Linked DNA regions of Sus scrofa: all the other regions are linked to region 1. The links are chromatin contacts, called in public Hi-C, HiChIP or PLAC-seq and promoter capture Hi-C maps. All regions are on one chromosome and are shown on one strand. Each heading gives the region's core, a stretch centred on a gene start, on an enhancer-like site or on the middle of the called end of the contact. The rest is flanking DNA. Distances are from core to core; before and after follow the strand shown. Region 1 holds the start of MAP2K2 (mitogen-activated protein kinase kinase 2). Region 2 holds the start of EEF2 (elongation factor 2). Region 3 holds the start of PIAS4 (E3 SUMO-protein ligase PIAS4). Region 4 holds the start of CCDC94 (coiled-coil domain-containing protein 94).

Region 1 (5,653 bases), core at 1,871-4,370:
CTTTATTGGGTGATTCAAGGAACTTTCCAAGAAAATTTTGACAGCAAGCTATTTCCACAAGTGCCTTGACTTGTCTTTATTTATTTATTTTTTTGTCTCTTCTAGGGCCACACCTGTGGCATATGGAGGTTCCTAGGCTAGGAGTCCAATTGGAGTTGTAGCCGCTGGCCTACGCCAGAGCCACAGCAACGCGGGATCTGAGCCTCGTCTGTGACCTACACCACAGCTCATGGCAATGCTGGATCCTTAACCCACTGAGCAAGGCCAGAGATCGAACCCACAACCTCACGGTTCCTAGTCAGATTCGCTAACCACTGAGCCATGATGGGAACTCCACAAGTGCCTTGACTTTGAACCAAATCCTAGAGTAAAAAAGCTGCTCCTTATAACAGGCAGGTAGACACTAGCTCAGTGCACACAAGGACTAGCCCAGGGCTGCCCCAAAGAAATAGAACATATGCCATGTGTGCAATTTAAAATTTTCTAGCCACATTAAAAAAATATATATCAGGTGATCTTAATGTAGAATGCATATTATACTTACGGCTTCCCTGGATTTGAGCAAACCACATTTCAAGTGCTGGCTGTGACCAGGGGCTCTACTCACTTAGAGTGAGTGCAGCTCTGAGAAAAGTCTCCAAAGGAGCATAGGCCACCTCTGGAGGTCTCCAGGCACCATTCTCCAGGGCATTTAAGCCAAGGTTGACCACTCACCTGGAGGAGCCCTTTAGGGGGAATTTAAGCAGGGGATGAAGGGGGAGACTGGAATTCTAACAGGAGCCTCCCAATCCTCAAGTTCAATCATAACTGGCCTACCACTTAAAGAAGGGCACACAGGAGTAAGATGACCTGCTGCTGGGTGATGTCACCAACACTGGTACCTTGAAGAGGTCGCTGGGAGAGAGGGAACCGGGTGACACATCCTGAGCAGGTACCAGGGCTTTACCCATTTAGCTTAATGCTCATCATCCTCCTGGGAGGTGAGTCTCTTGTAGCCTCAGCCCACACAGGAGGGAAGAGGCTCAGAGTAACCTGCCTGAGGGTCACAATGCAAGGAAGTGGCAGAGCCCGGAATCACACCTGTGTCCTTCCTGCCTGCAGAGCCTGTGCTCACGGTAGGGACCCCCTGAACCAGAACCAGGGCCCAGCAGGTGTTCTCAGAATGCTTGGTGAATGAAGACCTGGGAGAAGAAGGAATGGAAAAGACGCCGTTGTACAGAGGAAGGCAAAGAAATGAATATATGTGCCACCATAGGGCTGAAGAGGCAGCTTCTGTGGCCAGACCATGGAAGGTCTCTGGTACTCCCCTCTGACATCTAAAATGCATTCTGGAGTTAGCTGATTAATCCATTTTAAATTTAATGGCAACTCAACTGTGGTTATTTAAAAAAAAACCCTGGAATTCCGATGGCTGGCTTCCTCTATGGGGCAAATTCTTAAAGGGATGGGAATCAGAAATTGTGTAAAACAAAAAGAAGAGAATATGATAAAGGAGCTCTTGTGCTTTTTTTTTTGAATAAGTGGACTTTGGGGGGGAATAAGGAACATGTCCCCACACTGAGCCACGCCCTCGGGGACAGAGAAAGCTGTGAACTCACACATGCATGCATCACGGTGTGCTTCCTTCATCTGGTCCTTCATCTGGTCGTAGGAGGCCAAATACCTGAGAGGCACCAAATGTGCCATCCCCACATCATACCTGGTTCTTGGGGGTCATATGGCAAGCACAGCACAGGCACCCTAGCCAGTGGCCTCTCAGACTGTCCTGCTCTGCTCCAGCATGGAGAATAGGAGTGGGGAGGTCAGACGGACATGCTCTGGAGCCACTCTGGCATGTGACCTCACACAATACTCTGCCATCAGGTAACCCCTAAGGCCTTGATGTTCCTTTCTCTGATCCCACCTGCTGCCCCAAAGTCCTCCTGTCTCACTCAATTGCCTCAAACCGCCTGCATTTCTCCAGCTTCTCAAGGTTTTGCGAATCCATTTGATTCAGAGTCTCTGCTCACCTGCTTTCAGGGGTCCTGGCAGGCCCCAGACTTCTTCCCTGAATGGCTCCCAGTTCTCCTCACACCCTGCCCCTCCAAATGCCCCTCACTCCTTGCTCTCCCAGCCTCTAAGCCTCCTCCAGGCTTCCTCACCACTTTCCCCAGGCTCAGGCGCCCCACCCACCACCAGCAGGATCTTCTCAGGTCCCTTCCCCCCAGATCCCTCAGAGACCCTCTCAGCCCTCAAAGATCCCTCCCCCATCCTCATTTCTCAGACACCCCCTTGCCCCCTTCCTGGACTTCCATACCCCATGCTCGTCTCAAGGGATCCCACTCTCCCGCCCCATCCTCTCCTCTCTGGAATCCCATTCGCCCCATTCTGGGCCTGCAAGAACCTCCCCCCACCTCCACCTCATTACCCAGGGACTCCTCCCCTTTACTCTGACTTCACTACTAGGAACCCCTAATCCATTCTCACCTCCCAGGAACCCTCCCACCATCACCCTGGCTTCGCTATATCAAAAAGGCCCGAACCCCAGCCTTTTCCTGGTAGGGACCGATTCAATACGCAGAGACCCCCTCATCCTATCTTCTCCCAGTAAGAACCCCCCTCCAGCCCTATTTCGCAACTCAGGGACCCCCTTCCGCCAACGTCGATCCTCAGAGCCGCTCAGCTCTCCTCTCAGGGACCCTCTCTCCCCGATCTCGCTATTCTGGGACCCCCCCCCCCCAATCCTGTCCTCTCCCCGGCCCCGGCCCATCCCACTCACTCGGAGGCGCCCTCGCTGGTGGGGGACGGGCCCTCGGCGATGGCGGGGTTGATGGTGAGCGCCGGCAGCACCGGCTTCCTCCGGGCCAGCATCGGGGCTCCGCGGGCCGGCGGCGGCGGCGGCGGCGCCTCTAGCCGGGGCCCATAGGGGGCGGGCCGGGAGCAGGCGACGCCGACTTGAGCCCGGGGCTGTGGCCGCGGCCTAGGCCGGCGCCGGGGCGGGGAGGATGATCGGCGCTGCGGATCGGGGCCGAGGGGCGCCAAAGGGCACCGGGACTGAAGTCAAGGGATCTGGGCCGGCGCGGCCACCAAAGTCTGGCCGAGGCTGACGCTGCAGCCGGAGCCGGGGAGGCCGAGGGAGGGGAGAGGAGGGAGAGTGACGAGATCGCGGGCCGGCCTATCGCGAGAGCCAGCTCCTAGGAATCGAGCCAGATCCCACCCCTCACCGCGGTGCGTGCGCACCACTCTAAGGCCGCCTCCCGAAGGGGGAAATAGGCGGAGACTTAGTTGAGGCCAGGCCTGGAGCATGCGTATTAGCTCGCCTCCCCCCACACAGCTTTTGCGCAAGCTCCGGGAGTGGGGCGAGAGGGACAATGCGACAGACAGGTGTTGGGGGTGGAGCGGCAGTGGAGGAGGGGCGGTCAGACCCCTAGAGCTTTACAGGTGACAGACTGGAACTACATGAACCAGTAAAACCTTCAAAAATAGGAGACTTAAGTTGACCTAAGAGTCAACTAAAGGCTTTTTGCCAATACGGACCCCCACATCCCCCCAGCAATTAACTCATACTACCAATTACTATCATTCACTCATAAAAGAGAGGTCATTAAAAAACTTTTGTTGTTATAAATATATGTAACATAAAATTTACCATTTTACCAATTGTAAATGTGTAGTTTAGTGGCAGTAACTATATTCACACTGTTATGCAACCTTTCCCACCATCCATCTCCAGAACTTTATCTTCTTCCCAAACGGAAAATCCGTCCCCCTTATTGAACACCAACTCCCCATTCTACTCCCCTAGACCACCACTCTTCCTTCTGTCTCTATGAATTCAACTGCTCTAGGGACCTCCTGTAAGTGGAATGATAAGGTATTTGTCCTTTTGTGACAGACTTATTTCACTCAGCATCATGTTCTCAAGGTTCATCCATGTTGTGGTGTGTGTCAGAATTTCCTCCCTTTTTAAGGCTGAATAATACACTGTTGTATGGTTGGACCCTACATTGTTTATCTTATCTGTTAATGGACATTTGCGAGTTTCCACCTTTTGGCTCTTATGAACAGTGCTGCTATGAAGGTGAGTGTATCAATTTCTCTTTAAATCTTTGCTTGCAACTCTTTTGAATATCATTTGGTGATTCTATGTTTTTTTTTAATTTTTTTTTTTTTTGGTCTTTTTGCTATTTCTTGGTCTTGGGCCGCTCCCACGGCATATGGAGGTTCCCAGGCTAGGGGTCGAATCGGAGCTGTAGCCACCGGCCTACCCAGAACCACAGCAACGCGGGATCCGAGCCGCGTCTGCAACCTACACCACAGCTCACGGCAACACCGGATCGTTAACCCACTGAGCAAGGGCAGGGATCAAACCCGCAACCTCATGGTTCCTAGTCGGATTCGTTAACCACTGCGCCACGACGGGAACTCCGTTTATTTATTTTTTATTTTTTGGGCCACATGTGGACATGCCCTTGGGTGGGGAATTGAAGCTGCATCACAGCAGTGACCCAAGCCACTGCAGTGATGATGCTGTATCCTTAACCTGATATGCCATAAAATAACTCTTATGTTTAATTTTTTTAGAAACCATCATACTGTTTTCCACAGTGGCTACACCATTTTATGAGAAAGGTCACTTTAGGAGTTCCCGTCGTGGCGCAGTGGTTAACGAATCCGACTAGGAACCATGAGGTTGCGGGTTCGGTCCCTGCCCTTGCTCAGTGGGTTAATGATCCGGTGTTGCCGTGAGCTGTGGTGTAGGTTGCAGACGCGGCTCGGATCCTGAGTTGCTGTGGCTCTGGTGTATGCCGGTGGCTACAGCTCCGATTCAACCCCTAGCCTTGGAATCTCCATATGCTGCGGGAGCGGCCCAAGAAATAGCAAAAAGACAAAAAAAAAAAAAAAAAAGAAAGGTCACTTTAACACCAATTTAAGGAAAAAGGGAGGTAGTACATGGCACAGAATAAAGAATAATCACTTAAATAGGAAAAAGTCGACTTTATGAAAAACCCACCACATTGCCTTTTTTTTTTTTTTTTTTTTTTTTTTTTGGTCACTTCTCTGAGCACTTGTGTGCATTTCATGGTGGGGTGCATCTTCATATGGAAAGAAATGGAGAGAGAAAGTTTCAGTCAGCCTCTTCTAGGTCCAGCCAAGGTGCTCTTGTTGCCCTGGGTAAGTCCTGCCCATTTCCTGTCCAGCCACCCTGCAGTCATTCTTTTAACAGTCAACTTGGGAGTTCCCATTGTGGCGCAGCAGCGTAAACAAATCTGACTAGGAACCATGAGGTTTCGTGTTTGATCTCTGGTCTCACTCAGTGGGTTAAGGATCTGGTGTTGCTGTGAACTGTGGTGTAGGTTGCAGATGCAGCTCAGATCCTGCATTGCTGTGGCTGTGGCATAGGCCGGCAGCTGTAGCTCTGGTTTGACCCCTAGCCTGGGAACCTCCACATGCCCCTGGTTCTGCGGGAAAGAGAAAAAAAAAAAACCCTACCAGTTAATTTGCTCCTCCTTTATGTGTTAGACACTGCACTGGACACTGAGAGATACAATGTTTAAAAAATAGATAATCTAAACATATATAATTGCAAAATGTAACAATGCTCTAAAAATGCAAAGATGTTACTATGGCTTTCTAGTGATGAAAACTGATCCCAGATTCACCTGCTCTTGCA
Region 2 (5,653 bases), core at 1,682-4,181, 120 kb before region 1:
CCATTTGTCACTCTAGGTTTCTAACAGCCCACTGAAATAAAGATCTCAAGAAGCCCCAGGAATGGTTCCCCAGGGGCATCCTCCAGGAAGACTGCAGCCCATCCACAGGAGCAACTGAGGGAATATTGGGTACAAAGGAGGTGAGATACTGTGCCAAGCAATCCCAGCTTCAGCAGTCAAGCAATCCTACCATGATGTTGCCCATGGGGCCACTCTCGCCCTCCCCATAGGTGGAAATGATGACATTGACATTCTCCACAATGCGCTGGAAGGTCTGGTAGAGCTCCTCGGGCTCCAGCTGCAGCTCGAGCAGGGCCCGGTCCATCTTGTTCATCATCAGCACAGGCTTGATGCGCTCAGCAATAGCCTGGCGCAGCACTGTCTCTGTCTGCACGCACACACCTGGGGACAGGTATGAGGTAAGGTCTCCAAAGAGTAAAGAACGGCCAGCCCCAGATTCCGAGCCACCCAGTGCTTACCTGACACACAGTCCACCACCACCAAGGCACCATCGGTGACACGGAGAGCTGCTGTCACTTCTGAGGAGAAGTCCACGTGCCCAGGTGAATCAATGAGGTTGATGAGGAAGCCAGAGCCATCTTTGCTCTGCTTGATGAAATTCAAGTCATTCTCTGAGAGCTCATAGAAGAGGGAAATGGCCCTGAAGAGATTGGGACAGGTGAGCTAAATGAAAGATACACCTCGGCCTAGCTCTTAACCTGTTCCACATCAGCCCTGTAGTCACCTAGGTTTCTGCCCAAAGGGACTCAGGGCAGATGCTCTTAACTCCCAAGGAGAGGAACCAGGGGAAAAAAAAAAAAAAAAAAAAGAGGCAGACGCTGCAAAGTGTCTCCTCTCCCTGCATTACTCATCCCTACAAATGAACTTCAGACTTCCCACGCAAGCTCTGCAGCACCTTCCACTAGGAACACCCACCTCACCTCCCTGGTACCAGCGGCAAAGAACCAGAGTCCACAAGGTTCCTCCCAGGTTCAAGGCACCTGATTCCAAGGAGCAACTACACAATCAGGCAAAGCCTTGAAACACCAAAAACTACCTTTCATCCTTCCTTCCCCTCCATTCCCAGCTGATTATCAACAATGACGAAGAAGTTACCAAATGAAAATAACTGCCAGTTACAGTCGCTTTTCTTTCAGTTCTCACCCTGTTGCCATTCTGAAGCCAGAAAACTCACAAGGTGCTCCCTTGCACAGGGGAAAACTTTCAACAGTATATCCTTTCTTGGCTGCCAGCTGCATCCTCCTAGATGTCTCCAGACATTGAGAAGAGCCCCTTGCCCCCTTTGCTCTCCAAGGCCCATTAATATCACCCTCACTGTGCCTTTTTCACTGGACATAAAGATTCCCATCTCACTGGGTGAAACCTCATGTCTCTTCATAGTGCAAAAATGCAGCCCCAAGGTGTTCCACTCACCTCCCCAAAAGCCTTCAAGTAAGTGAAGGCTACTGTCTGTCCTTCATACCCACCAAGATAAGCACCTCCCCCGTCCCTCCCCATCCAGAGGACACCAGGAATTGCTCACGTTGATTTGATAGTGATGCAACGTTCCTGCTCATCCTTCCGGGTGTCAGTGAAGCGGGTCTCCCCAGCCCGGGCGGAGGCGATGATACCAGCCTTGCACACCAATGAGTCCGTCAGAGTGGACTTGCCATGGTCCACGTGGGCAATGACGGACATGTTTCGGATATTAGCCTTCTTGTCCATGATGGCCCGGATCTGGTCTACTGTGAAGTTCACCTACGGGTGGGGGGAGGAGAGTCTCAGAGGTGCCCAGCTCTCAGGGAATGGGTTTTGGCACTAAGGCTTTGATCAATAGACACTGCTAGGCTAAGGTCAAAGGGGGTTGGTCCTGGAGCCACCCCAACTCCCACTCAAATCCCCCTCTTTGTTGACATTCTTTTAAAAATGCTTCTCACCACGTTCCCTGGTCCTCACAACTCAAGAATGACAGTCCAGAATGAAAACTGAGAAGTCCCAAAGTGCGACATCTTTCCTTTAAACTGAGTAAATACCGGGGTATCACGGAGACCATTTAAAGAATACTGGAGAGCTGAAGCTCCCCAAGTCACACTGTGTTGCCACTGTGTGTACCTCCAGGCTTCCCCCAACCAAAGAGCCTCTTAAACAACCAAGGTCACCCCTCGCTGCGGGGGTCAGGCAGAGCCACCCACGCCACCCTGGATTCCTTGAATGACACCCGCGGTCAGGTGGGGGGACCTGCGCAGTGCTAACCGGCGCGAGCCTCCACCGCGTGGCCCCGGAATCAGGTGTTCACAATTGGGAAATACAGTAAAGACAAGGGATCATGCCAAGGTTACAGAGCGTAAGATGGGGCGCTACCAAGGGTCTTACTCTCCTTTCCTTTTGCCATTTCCTTGCCGCCCACGACTTCCGACAGAAAATCGAACTCAAACTCCTGGCCCGCGGGTTACATAAGGCGGCTCCCCTCTCCCTGCTCGCACAGCGGCGCCCGCCATTACAGCGTCTGCCACATCATCATACCCCACCGCCCCGCCTCCGCCCCAGCCTCGGCAGGACCGGGGACCCCGCGGGGCGGCGGCGCCCCCGGAAGCGAAGTTCGGTGAGAAGTGCAGCGCGTAGACATGGCGGCAACCGCTTTCTCAGCCCCAGGCCCTCCAGCCCCGCAGCCGCCATGTCTACTCCCGGTCCCGGAGGCCACAGCACTCCAGGCTTGGCAGCGCCGGTCCTGCAGAGGCCCCGCCGCTGCTCCAGGCCGCCCTCTGGACAGCACTGCTCACCATGGTGACGGATGGCGGTGGATTCTACCGGGCAGATCCGAGTAAGGTTAGTCGCGCCGAGGATGGCGGCGACGACGGCGGAAGAGAACGCTGACGTCAACACCCGAGCTTTTATAGGCCGACGCCGGTTGGGCGGGTCATCTGATCGCGCTTCGGGGGCGGGGTGAAGCATCGCTGCGCGCAGGCGCACTGACGCCCTCCCCCCGGGTAACCCCTTAGGCGTCTGCAAGGCTGCTGGAAAGTAGGGGGTCTACATTCAGCACTTAAGATTTTCCCTGGGGCGTGTTTGGCCCCGAGGTGGGTGCACGCCTCAGGTATGCAATACTCCGGTGCAGAAAGGGAAGAGCTCAGCCTTAGCTGAGAATATTACTCCAATCCTAGCACGATATCAATTTGTAAAATGCCAAACATTTGTATTAAAACACATTACAATATGAACAGGGTCTGTGGAATGTGCCAAGGTTAATTTCCTGGATTTGATAGTGTGATGTAAATTGACAGTAATGGGGGAAGCTGGGGGAAAGGGTACTAGGGACCTCTCTGTACTATTTTTGCAACTACGTCTATAATTATTTCATTAAAATAAGATTTTTAAAAAGCAGGTAATTTTTTAAGCACTCATTTATTCCAAAGAGACGGGTTGAGCGTCTCCTATAACAGGCATGGCTGTAGGTGTTGCGGATATAACAGTGAACAAAATACCTACTGTCCCACCGCTGTAAGTGTTCTTACAGTAGATACTCGGATTTTCTGTTCGGTTTTCTTGTCTGTAAAATGGGAGTAATCTGTACTGCCTCACCGGGGAACAGTAAAACTACCGCCATACCTGACACAGTTCTCAATACACGTCAGCTCTTTTTAATTAACTATCATTACTATCAATGAGCACTTATTTCAGGAACTGGTTTGCTGTGTCGCGGGCACAGGGGCTGAACGCTTCTTCACATGCATAATCCCATTTTCTATTTCATTTTCCTTCCAGGGGGAGGCGCAGGAAGACTACTTTGCATTTGTGTCCTAATATGACCCTAAGAAACAATTGTATTTCAGATCTCTGACTGGATGGAATGAGCTGGCTTTCAATTCAGTATCTTTATCCTTGATAAAGAGCCCAACTCAATGCCTGGTACACAGTAGGCGCTCATAAGTATTTCTTGCACCAATTAGTGATATTAGCACAAATTAACCCACTTCTTTCCTTAAACTCATTCTGCCAAAAGAAGGGGGACTGAAGTGCTTTCCCTATGCTAGGAGAAGGGATGATGTACACATGTAAAAAGCCTTGCAAGCTCAGGTCTGGACTTAAGCCCCTCTCGGCGTTCCCGCTGTGGCGCAGTGCGGCCTCGTTAAGAATCCACCGTCAGGGCAGGTGTGGTTTAGGTCCGGAGCTCTGGCTGGGATTTGATTCCTGGTCCAGGAAGTTCCATATCCTCTGGGTGCGGCCATTACAAAAAAAGAAAAAAAAAAAATAAAGCCCCTCTCCCCACCAAGACTATGCGCATTTCGCTTTGTAAAGCACGTCACACACAGCCTTAATTTCATTTAATCAAAGATTGCCAGCACCGTTCCGTGTTTAACCCAGGGGGAAACAAAGGCAGGAAGAAGCTGCTCATTAGCTATCTACTGTCTGATGGAGGCTCAGAAAGGCAGGGTGGCAGGCAGCAGATGTCACCCCTTAAGCTCAATCCGGGATCTCTAAACACCTGCGCCTAGGTTCGGGACCCTTTCCAGGTTAATTTTACAGGGCAAGCGCATGCGCCATTCGGGGGGCGCGTTTTCTGGAGATGGGTATCGTTTCCCACTCTAAGTAAAAATTTTATCTTAAATTTTAAAAATGTTTACGAGTACTCATCACCCCACTGTTGCGGCGTTCCGTAGGAGGCACTTCCCGGGCACTTCCTTGGAAATTGTAGCATTTAAGAGATGAAAAGCAAAGGTTTTCATTAAGAGGGTTGAATTCGATCTCAAGTGAATAGATTGCGTATTGAGAGAATTTAGCTGGGTGTTAAAGAAGCCGGGGAGAGTTTAAGGGAAATGAGTAGATTTTAGATATATCTCCGTCCCACTGTAACCCCCCCACCCATGCAGAGGTGTTCTACCCCACAGCAGCAGGGGTGGGGCTAGACGGTTAGGGGACCACTCCCCACTCCAGACCCAGAAGCCTGAGGGAGGAGCAGAGCTTTAGCGGAGAGCAAAAGTAGCTACAGCTGGGCTTAGGGTCTGCAGTAATAAAAGAAGGCGAGAGTAAAGGGCGGGGAAGTATCACAAGGGAAAAAAAAGTAACCTCTGCAAGGTGGCTCCGCTGCGCATGCGCCCACTGCGGCGCGGGGAGAGCACCGAAGCAGCGGCAGCGACCCCTGCTGACCAAAGACCGCCATTGCACGCTCCCTGCCTCTGCCTTTTGATGTGATCGCTTATTGGATGCCCAACCCCACCGTTTAAATCAATTAATTCACCTAAAACTCCTCACACCCCTGGGGCATTTTGTGGGCTCATTTATGCAGGAGCAAACTGAGGCTCAGAAAAGTTCAGCGATTTCCCCAAGGTCACATAGTTAATTATAGAACCAAGTGAAGCAAAAAGGCTTTGTAGTCCACCCATGCAGTGGGATATTATTTCAGTCTTAAAGGAAATTCTGAAGTTCCCTCTGTGTCACAATGGGAACCATAGCTGATCCACATCATCCACAGGGATGTAGGTTCCATCCCTGGCACAGTGGGTTAAGGATCCAGGGTTGCCACAGCGGCTTAGGTCACAAATGTGGCTCAGATCTGCTCCCTGGCCCAGGAACTCCATAAGCACAGGGCGGCCAAAAAAGAAAAAAAAAGTTTTAAAAAAATGAAGGAGTTCCTTTCCTGGTTCAGTGGTTAACA
Region 3 (5,653 bases), core at 1,027-3,526, 100 kb before region 1:
TTGGTTTTTTTGCTGTTGAGTTGTATAAGTTGCTTATATATTCTAGAGATTAAGCCCTTGTCAGTTGCATCATTTGAAACTATTTTCTCCCATTCTGTAAGTTGTCTTTTTGTTTTCTTTTTGGTCTGACAACTGTTCTGAACAGCCCTTGAGCTAAAAGTGTTTCTCTTTTCAGTGTCTGAACCAAAATTCAAATAATATTTCATTATATGTAAAAATTCTATAAAATTCAAATTCAGTGTTTAGAAATGAAGGGATTTTTGTTTTTGTTTTGCTTTTTAGAGCCGCACCCAAGGCATATGGAGGGCCCCATGGTACGGGTCCAATCAGAGGTACAGCTGACGGCCTACTCCACAGCCATGCCAGGTCTGAGCTGCATCTGCAACCTATACCACAGCTCACTGTAACACTGGATCCTTAACCCACTGAGTGATATGGATCAAACCCGAAACCTCACGGTTCCTAGTTGGATTTGTTTCTACTGTGCCATAATGGGAATGACTAAAATGAAGTTTTATTGGTACATGACTATGCCCACCGAGTTGAGTAGTTGCTACAGATGCTGTCTGTAGCTTGTAGAGCTGAAAATACTTATTATCTGGATCTTTGCAGAAGATGTTCGCTCCTAATTCAAAAGTGTCTGGCATATATTAGGTTTTTGATATATGGAGAGATTATCACTGAATATCTGCTGGAACAGTCTGATGCAGTTTATAACCGTGTGGAGAAGGTCAGACCTGGATTAAGATTCTGGTGCTCGAAGTTCCTGCTGTGGCACAGCGAATTAAGGATTCGATCCCTGGCCCAGGAACTTTGATGTGCCCCAAAATAAAACATTGTAAAAAAAGTAAAACAAAACCCTGCAGAGTCAGAGTTTTGGGTGAGGTAAATGAGTTATGGTGAGGTGAGGGAGGTATTGACTGCAACTGCAGAGTTAGATTCTCTCTTAAATTAGTATTTTCTTCATCATGGAGTTTTTTTGCATTAATTTTTCTTTTTCTTTCTTTCTTTTTTTTTTTTTTTGTCTTTTTGCTATTTCTTTGGGCCGCTCCTGCGGCATATGGAGGTTCTCAGGCTAGGGGTCCAATCGGAGCTGTAGCTGCCAGCCTACGCCGGAGCCACAGCAACGCAGGATCCAAGCCGTGTCTGCAACCTACACCACAGCTCACGGCAACGCCGGATCGTTAACCCACTGAGCAAGGGCAGGGATCGAACCCGCAACCTCATGGTTCCTAGTCGGATTCGTTAACCACTGCGCCACGACGGGAACTCCTGCATTAATTTTTCTTAAAAAATATTGCACAGGAGTTCCCTAGTGGCCTAGTGGTTAAGGATCTGGCAATGTCACTGCTATGGCTTGGGTCGCTTCTTCGGTGCGGATTCAACTCCTGGCCTGGAAAACTTGCCATGCCCTGAGGAACAGCCAAAAAAAAAAAAAATATGTATATATATCTCTCACATATATCACACAAACATTTATCTTGATAACAGGGTCATTTGGGGCACTCAAATTTCGGCTAATTCTTGCCCTGATATTTATAATGTCAAGGGATGGGCCCTGAAATACACAGTTTTGTCCTCTTTCTTCCTGCTTTTGATACAAGAAACTTTGAGCTCTGTGGCCCGCGAGCACTGAGGAGCCACAGAGAGCTCTTGAGCAGGGGAGTTTCCGGTTAGTGCAGATTCCAAAGGTTTACTGTGGATGGGGAGCCAGAACTAGCGAGAGGAGTACGCTTACGGGTGTGAGGGATGCACGAGCTCCGGGAAGTGGGCAGGAGGTCCCGCATTTCTCCGCCGGGAGCCAACTAAGTGGGGGGCGCCGCGCCCGAGCCCCCTCTGCCGAGCCAGGACCCGGATGTATAGCACGCCTGAGGCTGCACAGCGCTGCTCTGCAAGGCGCCTCGCTGCACGCATTGGCAGCTGCTGAGCCGGCCAACTGTCTTCTCCCCGCCCCCACGCCACCGGGCGTCCGGTCAAGCACCTGGCAGCCGCCTCGCACCGGGGACCCGCAACACCTTGCTGCATTGTTGTCGCCTCTGCTATCTATTCCCTCCCAAGACAGGACCCAGCACCCACCCCTACCTGTGCGGCACTCGTGCGCCTTTAAGAAGCTAGACGCAGCCAGGGGTGGGCGTGGTCGCCGCGAGCTAAAGAGGGGGGCGGTGTCGGGCCACCCTGATTGGCCCGAGGCCCGGGCGGTGGCCGCGCGCGCCTGCGCAGTGCGCGGTCGCGCGCGCCGCGGGGAGGAGGGCGCGCGGGTGCTAATTGGTCGCGGCATAGGCCCCGCCCGCGAGTGGAGGGCAGTCACGTGACGCGACGGCTGGGGGCTCCCGGCGCGGGGGACGCTGGTGGCCAAGATGGCGGCGGAGCTGGTGGAGGCCAAAGTGAGTGAGCGGCCGCGGCGCCGGCCCGGGAGGGTGGGGGGTGCGTGGACCGGGCGGCAGGCCGAGGTCTGCGCCTTCCGCTCGGGGTCCTGAGACACAGCCCGCTCGCACCTCGGCGTCCGGCCTCCTCGCCCGCCCCTGGTCCCCGGACTCCGGGTGCGGGCGGGGCGCGCGGAGGCCGGGGGCGGGGCCCCCGAAAACCTCACCCCACTCTTCGCCCTGGGGGGTCGGCCCCTGGGCTTGAGCTTGGGGTCCCCTTCTCCAGCTCGAGCGGTTAGGTTACCTACAAATCTCCCTAAACACGGGCACAGGGCCGCGCCTCCCAGCTTGAGGCACAGTCCCCACGGACAGCTTCACGGGCTGAGCTGCTTGTCTTCTCGTCCCAAACAGGGGTCCGCGCTCTTTGGCCTTTGGGATTGTCTGCGCGTCTTCTCTCCCGCCATGGCTGCCGTCAGGGTCTTAGCCTCCTCGCCCCAGCCGACTAGCCGACTAGACTGGGGTTGGCTACTCCTTGCTCAGAAGGGTCCCCTGACTCTTCTGCCACCGCTTGCACCGTCCGGAGTGATGAGCTGGGGTCCTCAATGTCCCTCAAAAATAGTGTGTCTCTTGGGGTCTGTACGCTAAACTGGTGTTTGGGGCCCTGTTCAGCTCCTGCTCTGGTTCCAGAACCCCGCCTCCCTCCCGACACCTTCCTCACCCTGGAGTGGGCTTGGTGTTAACTGAGTGTGCCCCCCTGGGATGGAGCTCTGGCCCCTGTGTCCAAGACCTTCCCATCTCTCTCCTCTCAGTCTTCGGTTCTGAGCTCTGCCTTCCTTCTCCCTCTTCCCCTTTAGGACAGCATCTATGCCCTTTTGGACTACTTCTGGGGGTTCTAGTCCTCACCCTTGCGGGATCAGACTCTTATTTCCCAACCTTGGCTGTTTCCTCTGTATTCTACTTCATTGTGGATCTACTGCTCAGATCACACTCCCTTTCCACCTAGCCCCAGAACCCCTGCTTTTGCATCCCAGCTTTGGCATCTGAGGCCCCTCTCTCTTTCTTCTGGTCTCTCGTGTTGGTCCTTGGAAGGTCTCTGATTGACTGCAGGGTAGGATTTTTTCTGTAGGGTAGTTCCTAGTGCTTCTCTGCTGTATTCCTGTTTGGGGTCCAGGTTCCACATCCCATAGATACCATCCCTTCTCTTAGCTTAGGGTCCTTTTTAACCCTCTTGGGACTAAGCTGGAAGCATCAGTTTTCCAGAGATGTATTTTCTTCAAGGTAGCCTCTCTGAGGTGAGGCTCCAGAACTCTTGCCCCTGACTGCACGAGACTTCTTCTGTAAGAAGTTTACTCAAGGCCACAGGTCTCAGGGATGTAGAGGGCAGGACCTTTGCAGAACTGAGGCACCCCCACCCCTCTGGTCTGTCCTCCCCAGGGTCTTGACCTGTAAATGTTTTCTTTCCCTTTCCTTACATCTCCCTTCCCTTCCCACTGGGGTCTGAAATGAAGCCCTCAAGGTTCTGTGATTATAGGGTATTACCCTCCCTTCACCCCTGAGCTCCCTCCCCCTGTACCTAGAACACATGCTTCTGCTCCTCTGGAATTTTGAGAAATTGAGTACCTGCCCTAGAGATGTGCAAGCCCAAGGCAGCAGCCTGCAACCTGAAGTCCCCTGGAGCCCTGAAATTTAACCTCCTCTGCTGTGGGGTTTTGGCTCTGGGCTCCCGCCGATCCTCCAGCCAGAGAGTGGGGTCTGAACTCTTATACCATTCAGGGCCTTGAAATATGATCTGATGAACTCTGCTTGACCCTCCAGTGGCTGCCCCCCCAACCCCAATTAAATCAAGTTGACCCTTTTTCTTGTCTTTTGTCTTTTTTTTTAAAGCTGCACCCACAGCGTATGGAGGTTCTCAGGCTAGGGGTCTAATTGGAGCTATTGCTGCCGGCCTACGCCAGAGCCACAGCAACGTCAGATCCGAGCCGCATCTGCAACCTACACCATGGCTCACGGCAACACCGGATCCTTAACCCACTGAGCAAGGCCAGGGATCAAACCCACAACCTCATGGTTCCTAGTCGGATTTGTTTCCGCTGCGCCACGACGGGAACGCCTTATAATTTTTTTTGTCTCTTGTCTTTTTTTTAGAGGACCCTTTTTCAAGTTTTCTAAAATGTGAGCCTCCATTCAGGGGGGCTCACGACTGCAGCATAGCTTGCTCTGATTCTAGGGAGACTTCTTTTTCCTCCAGTGCTTTGCTGTCACCAAGAAGTGCTTACTATACGTCTCATTGAAATATCTCCCTCTTTTAGGAGCTTTCTCACCCTTTTGTAGTGAGAACCAGAGATTTTGTCTTTTGGAGTGCAAAATGGGCTGGTTCGAGGGGAGGGTGAAGGGGGCTTGTTGATAAACTTGGAAATCTGAGACTCTTAACCTGAGACGGGGTGGTCTAGAAAGTCCCTGAGAGGAGGGTGCGTAGTAGTTTGCACGGAGCTCTGATTTCCTGGAGAGAGGAGCCCCTAAGTTGAGCACAGCTACTCTATCAAGGCTGTTGTTTCTCTAGGCAGCTCCAAAGGAGCCTAGAGTTGAGGCTCTGGAAGCTGCTGGGGCCTGGCGCTGTTTATAAACACAGATCCGAGGGGCAGGGTCAGTATGAAGCCACAGCAGGAAGTGTTCTGCAAAGCGCTTGGGGCTTCTTCCTGAATGTTTGCACCCTGCTCGTGCGCCCCCCCCCCCACCAGTGTCAAGGGCAGGCTCCTGGGTGGTGGCAGCTGCTGAGAAATACGAGTTGTGAACATATGGCAGTTTGAGGGGTGTGCCCCAGGATGCAGGAGCAGGAGGCGGCTCCGGATGTCCAACCTGGTGGACGGGGTAGGTGGGGGCAGGGGCTCCCAGGGGCGGGGTGACTCCAAAAGGCCAAGCCCACCTGCCTTTGACTCCATGGCCAGTGGTCAGCTTCCACATGACATCGCCTCTCCCCTTGAGTGCTTTGGGCCTCTTCCAGAAGAAACATCTTGTCTGCAATCTTTTCTTCTCTCCTCAAGGTGGGAAGTCAGGCCGAGGGTGGTAAAGCCTCTTTGTTTTCAGAGTGTTCAGACTCTCCAGCAGGCTGCTTAGGGCCCTGTGAGGGGGTGTGCTGGGGATGAGGGGCCCCCAGGCAGCTGGGTGTGAGTGGAAGTAAGCAGCTCAAGGAACCTGATGGTCTCAAGTCCAAATGCCAGCCCTGCTGTCCACACTCAGGAAAGCCTTGGGTCAGTTGCTTCCCTCTTGGAACTTCAGTTTTCTGACCTGTA
Region 4 (5,653 bases), core at 1,578-4,077, 98 kb after region 1:
AGGTGGGGCCCATTGAAACCACATCCTTCACGCTCAAGGCTGGGAGGCCCAAAGCCAGGTACTGCATCCAGGTGGCTGCTCAGGACCTCACCGACTACGGGGAACCAAGCGCCTGGAGTCTCCCTGCCGCTGACTCTGTGACCCTGGGCAAGTAGTGGGGGGCTCCCCATACCCCAAAGAGGGGCTGGGCCCTTGCCATCCACCTAAGGGTGAATGGGACCCATCTGATCTGGGTTGCTGCTGCTGAGTTGCTGAGTGCTGCTGCCGAGTTGCTGAGCCACCTTGCACAAGTGACTTTGCCTCTCTGAGCCTCAGTTTTTCAATCTGTGAAATGAGCATGAGCTCCCTCCTTCAACACAGAACAAGGCTTTGGGAACTGTGACCATGAAATGTTTTTGTTACTTAATTAAAAAAGGATCATTGTCACTGGAATCAGGACTCTTTTTTCTTCCTGCCTTCGGCAGATCCCTAGGAAACTCAGGGAGGAGTCTGAGAGGAGAGGACAGACCATCGCACACATAGTGAATCTCCATTCCCACGTGGGGTTGGGGCTGGACCAGAGGAAGAGAATGGGGCTGGGGGAGTCAGGGCAGGGGTCGGGGGGTTCTGCCTGGGATGGGGTGGTGGAATTCATTCAGCTCTGCAGTTTGGTTCACACACCTCCCCAGAAACTGCCCTGTTGTAAGCCCCACTGTTGGGGGACACAGATGGGACCTGAGTTTGGGAAGATTTCTCTGAGGAGGGGGGCCAAAGAGCCAGGCTCTGAAGCATTTTCTCAATCCAGGGGCTTCTCTGTACATTTCATTCAGGTCTAAATTCACAGGTCAGCAGAGTTCCCTCTGTGGCAGTGCGGGTTCAATCCCTATCCTGGCAGCATGGGATAAGGATCTGGTGTTGCCACAGCTGTGGCATAGATCACAGCTGCAGCTCAGATTTGACCCCTGGCCTGAGAACTTCCATATGCCACAGGTGTGGCATAAAATAAAATAAATTCAGGGGTTCCCGTCATGGCGCAGTGGTTAACGAATCTGACTAGGAACCATGAGGTTGTGGGTTCCATCCCTGGCCTTGCTCAGTGGGTTAAGGATCTGGCGTTGCCGTGAGCTGTGGTGTGGGGTTGCAGACGCGGCTCGGATCTGGCGTTGCTGTGGCTCTGGCGTAGGCCAGCAGCTATGGTTCCAATTCGACCCCTAGCCTGGGAACCTCCATATGCCTCAAGAGCAGCCCAAGAAATGGCAAAAAGACAAAAAAAAAATTAAAAATAAAAATAAAACATTGAGCTTGTGGCAGTTTGTTACAGCAGCCATAGGACACTCAACTTTCTCAAGTAGCCCCTTCTCATCACTTTGTTACCCTGTTGTTTTGTCTTCAAATCACTTACCAGGACCTGAGTTTTTGTGTGACTGTGTTTATTGTCCATCAGTCCCACTACACAGGCAGTGATCTCCAGGGGGGCAGAAATCTTATGTCTTGTTCTCTGATGTGTCCCCAGTGACCAAGCACATCTCTGATACAGAGCAAACATTTGTAAAAGGAAGGGGGAGGCTAGGGAAGGGATGGCCTCTTTAGAAAGATGAACACAGGAGTTCCCGTCGTGGCGCAGTGGTTAACGAATCCGACTAGGAACCATGAAGTTGCGGGTTCGGTCCCTGCCCTTGCTCAGTGGGTTAACGATCCGGCGTTGCCGTGAGCTGTGGTGTAGGTCGCAGACGCGGCTTGGATCTCGCGTTGCTGTGGCGTAGGCCGGTGGCTACAGCTCTGATTCGACCCCTAGCCTGGGAACCTCCATATGCTGCGGGAGCGGCCCAAAAAATAGCAACAACAACAACAAAAGACAAAAAGACAAAAAAAAAAAAAAAAAAAGAAAGATGAACACAGAGGCAAGCAATAGGGAGACATAAGGGAGTAAATATGTGTGTAGGAGGGAAGACTGGCTGTAGTACAATGGGATCAGTGGCATCTCTGAAGCACCAGGATGCAGGTTCAACCCTTGGGCCTCCACAGTGGGTTAAGGATCCTTCATCGCCACAGCTGAGGAACAGATCGCAGCTGTGGCTCCCATTCAATCCCTAGCCCAGGAACTTCCACATGCTGCTGGTGTGGCATGGGAAATAACAAATAGGAGTTCCTGTTGTGGCTCAGTGGTAACGAATCCGACCAGTATCCATAAGGATGTGGGTTCGATCCCTGGCCCCACTCAGTGGGTTAAGGATCCAGCATTGCCATGAGTTGAGGTGTAGGTCGCAGACAATGCTGGGATCTGGCGTTGCTGTGGTGAAGGCCGGCTGTTGCAGCTCGGATTGGACCCCAGGCCTGGGAAGTCCATATGCCTCAGGTGCGGCCCTTAAAAAACCAAAAAGAGGAGTTCCTGTTGTGACGCAGCAGAAACGAATCTGACTAATAGCCTTGAGGTTTCAGGTTCCATCCCTGGCCTCCCTCAGTGGGTTAAGGATCTGGCATGGCTGTGAGCTGTGGTGTAGGTCGCAGACGCGGCTTGGATCCTGCGTTGCTGTGGCTGTGGTGTAGGCCAGCAGCTGTAGCTCCGACCTGACCCCTAGCCTGTGAACTATATGCCGCGGGTGCGGCGCTAGGAAGAAAACCAAAAAAACAAAAACGAAAACAGGGAATGCCGTGACCGGCAGCCCCATCGCCTCTAGGGGGCGCAACGCCTCCTTGAAATTTCAAATCCTGACCAACGCCGGAACCTCTGATGAGCGCCCCCAGGGTTGCAACCAGGGAGGGAAGACCGAGGGACTCGGATGTTGACAGGCGGAAGCTGGAGCCAATGATAAAGGCAAGCTGTATATGCTGCAGCCAATAACAGCGGCTGAAGGAGTGGCGTAAGCGGAAATACAAAGGACAGACGGTCGGGAAAGTTCGATAAGCACCGAGCCTAACCAGTACTCTCGTGCTTGTGAGAAGACTAGGAGGCAAAGATGTCGGAGCGAAAAGTTTTAAACGTAAGTGTTGGGCGACTAAGGCTTTCCACCAGTGGTGGGACCTCTCGTAGCCAACGGAAGTGGGCTAATTATACTCTTCTAGTGGGACCTTTGCCTTCTTCCCAACGGTCTGCACACTCCTCCCAATCACCTTCCGCGGAGGGTGGGCCTTCAGCTAAACCTCATCCTGGAGCCTGGAGTGTACCCCATCACCTTTGGGGGCGGAGCTTGGGCGTATTTACCAGATCTCTTCTCCTGATTGGATCTTCTGAAGGGAATTATCCAATCACTTTCCTTGGGGCGGAGCTATTTTAAAATCGTGGTATTTCAGCTCTAAGCACCGCCGGCAGGGGGTCTATTTTAGCCAGTTCTGATCTTTGGGAAGGGTTAGGCTTATCTAAATTCAGCGTGCGGCTGGAGACCTTTCCAGTTGCCTTAAGTCTGCCAGCTCTTTTGGGGAAAAAAAAAATCATTCCCTAACAGAACTGGTGTGTGTGTTGAGGGGGGCGGGGTCTGGAAAGCAGCATTCAGCTTCTAGAGAAGAAAACTCCGGAATTCTGAGTCCCTGTCCCCCACCGTCTAAGAGGGTGTGTGCTCCCAGGTAAGGAGTGAGCTCACCGGCCTGGGAGTGTGTAAACCCAGGATGTCAGGAAGGAGTAGAGAAGAGACCTCCAGACTGATGGCTCCGAGCCCAGGTTTCCAAGGTCAGTTTGATGTCTCTTTCCCTAACTCGGTGCTCTAATCTTTTAAACACCTGTGGTAAGAATCCAGCCACTGGAGTTTCTGTTGCAGCTCAGCGGCTTAAGAACCCAGCTAGTGTGCATGAGGATGCGGGTTTGATCCCTGGCTTCACTCAGTGGGTTAAGGATCCGGCATTGCTGCAAGCTGCGGCGTAGATGAAGGATGCGGCACAGATCGCAGATACAGCTCTGATTTGGCAGCTGCAGCTAGGATTTGACCCTTAGCGCAGGAACCCCCATATGCTACAGGTTTGGCACTAAAAAAAAAAAGAAAGAAAGAAAAAGAAAAATCCAGCCCCAGTCACCTCACATTCCAGGACTTCATATGGGTGAAAGTTCTTCCATCCTGAGGATCTAGCTGGGAGGCCATCTATTCCCATAACTTTCTGGTAAATACTTGTGTTTGCCAGGTACTGCTCTAAGTGCCATATTCACGAAGTCCTTGCAGGTGAACAAGTTATCCCTCCATCAGATGAGGAAACTCAGGCCCAGAGAGATTATGTAATAGCCAGAGAGTGGTGGAGTCAAACCCAGTACCCCCAGCTCTGTAATGTGTGCTCTTAATCATGATACCAGTTTCCCCAAAGTCGTGTCCCTGGCTTTGCTTCTCACACTGTGTGACCTTGAGTAGCTGAAACCACCAGGATTCAGTTTCCTATGGGTACTCTGCTGTCTGTCTCAGGTCTTTGCAGGGATTGCATAAAACAAGGGATGTAAAGCTCTAAATAGTATGTGGCACCTCGTAAGTGCTCAGAGCTCAAAGTGCTTTATTTTCTGTTTATCCTGCGTGGTGATTTTTAAACATAATCCAAACTCACCTTCCCCACACTTTCCATCTCAGGCTCCTGTGCAGAAAGAGTTAATGCGACAGGCCTGAGGCTGCTGTCCTTAGAAAGGCCTGCTTGTGAGGAGTCCCCGTTGTGGCTCAGCAGTAGTGTACCCGACTAGTGTCCATGAGGTTGTAGGTTCGATCCCTTGCCCTGCTCAGTGAGTTAAAGATCCGGCGTTGCAGTGAGCTGTGGGGTAGGTTGCAGATGTGGCTTGGATCTGGCGTTGCTGTGGCTGTGGTATAGGCTGGCAGCTACAGCTCTGATTCGACCCATAGCCTGGGAACTTCGTATGCCCTGGGTGAGGCCCTAAAGAAAGAGAAAGACAGACCTGCTTCTGGAGTTCTCGTTGTGTCTTAGTGGGTTAAGAATCCGGCATAGGAGTTCCCATTGTGGCTCAGCGGGTTATGAACCTGACTAGTATCCATGAGGATGTGGGTTCGATCTCTGGTCTCACTCAGTGGGTTAAGGATCCAGTGTTGCCACAAGTTCTGATGTAGGTCACAGATGTGCCTCGAATCTGGTAATGCTGTAGCCATGGTATAGGCCTCAGCTGCAGCTCTGATTCAACCCCTAGCCTGGTACTTCCATATGCTGTAGGTGAGGCTATAAAAAGGAAAAACAACAACAACACTATAAGGCCTCCTTGCAATGTTGTACCTTGGCTGGCATCCAGGAACTTGAATTTCAGGGTGGTTCTCACTGTCCCTCGAAAAGGATGGCTCCATTAGCTTAAACCATTTGAACAAACCATGTGGTTATGCTGAGCATCTGCTCACCTCCTGGAGTCGTCATCCATGCTGGGCAGAGGTGCCTGCATGACAGTCCCCAGTGAAAACCCTGGATGCTGAGTCTCTATGAGCTTCCCCGGGAGACATTTCACACGTGTTGTCACAGTTCACCGCTGAGGGAATAACTCCGTCAGGAGAAACTGGGAGCTGTTTCCGGTCTCCCTGGGCCCCGCCCCACGTGCCTTTTCCCTTTGCTGGTTTTTCTCTGCATCCTTTTGCTGCAGTGAATAGTAGCTGTGAGCATATGTGTGTGCAGAGTCCTAGGAGTCTTCCTACCAAGTCATCGAAACTGGCAGTGGTCCTGGGGACCCAGACACAGCTCCCTGGGGCCCCTTCCCTTTGCCCTGCCCCTGCGT

Evidence for each region. Promoter capture Hi-C pulls out the DNA fragments that hold promoters and counts their contacts. A called contact is a pair of places that touch in the nucleus more often than the background predicts. HiChIP or PLAC-seq counts read pairs in DNA pulled down with a chosen protein or histone mark.
Region 2: a promoter capture Hi-C map of liver shows a contact between it and region 1, with 5 times the contacts expected there. The contact joins the promoter of EEF2 here to the promoter of MAP2K2 in region 1. A contact is called at or near these places in 2 of 5 promoter capture datasets (fetal liver and liver), 11 of 47 Hi-C or Micro-C datasets (alveolar macrophages, embryonic fibroblasts, heart right ventricle and 6 more) and 1 of 2 datasets of contacts at active chromatin or transcription factors (alveolar macrophages).
Region 3: an H3K27ac HiChIP or PLAC-seq map of alveolar macrophages shows a contact between it and region 1. The contact joins the promoter of PIAS4 here to the promoter of MAP2K2 in region 1. A contact is called at or near these places in 4 of 47 Hi-C or Micro-C datasets (alveolar macrophages, heart right ventricle, liver and 1 more) and 2 of 2 datasets of contacts at active chromatin or transcription factors (alveolar macrophages and skeletal muscle).
Region 4: a Hi-C map of liver shows a contact between it and region 1, with 5 times the contacts expected there. The contact joins the promoter of CCDC94 here to the promoter of MAP2K2 in region 1. A contact is called at or near these places in 1 of 5 promoter capture datasets (liver) and 2 of 47 Hi-C or Micro-C datasets (heart right ventricle and liver).

Annotation. Positions count from the first base shown.
Region 1 is chr2:74,624,206-74,629,858 of Sscrofa11.1, reverse strand. MAP2K2 (mitogen-activated protein kinase kinase 2) reads right to left here and starts at 3,120. Exons shown (of 11, transcript NM_001244550.1): 1 at 2,759-3,120. The coding sequence starts at 2,850.
Region 2 is chr2:74,743,819-74,749,471 of Sscrofa11.1, reverse strand. It overlaps EEF2 (elongation factor 2), which reads right to left and starts at 2,931. Exons shown (of 15, transcript XM_003354002.5): 1 at 2,781-2,931; 2 at 1,544-1,758; 3 at 480-661; 4 at 191-402. The coding sequence starts at 2,783.
Region 3 is chr2:74,726,415-74,732,067 of Sscrofa11.1, reverse strand. PIAS4 (E3 SUMO-protein ligase PIAS4) reads left to right here and starts at 2,276. Exons shown (of 11, transcript XM_003354007.4): 1 at 2,276-2,384. The coding sequence starts at 2,358.
Region 4 is chr2:74,525,507-74,531,159 of Sscrofa11.1, reverse strand. CCDC94 (coiled-coil domain-containing protein 94) reads left to right here and starts at 2,827. Exons shown (of 8, transcript XM_013994769.2): 1 at 2,827-2,960. The coding sequence starts at 2,937. EBI3 (Epstein-Barr virus induced 3) reads left to right here. Exons shown (of 5, transcript NM_001315682.1): 5 at 3-429. The coding sequence ends at 155.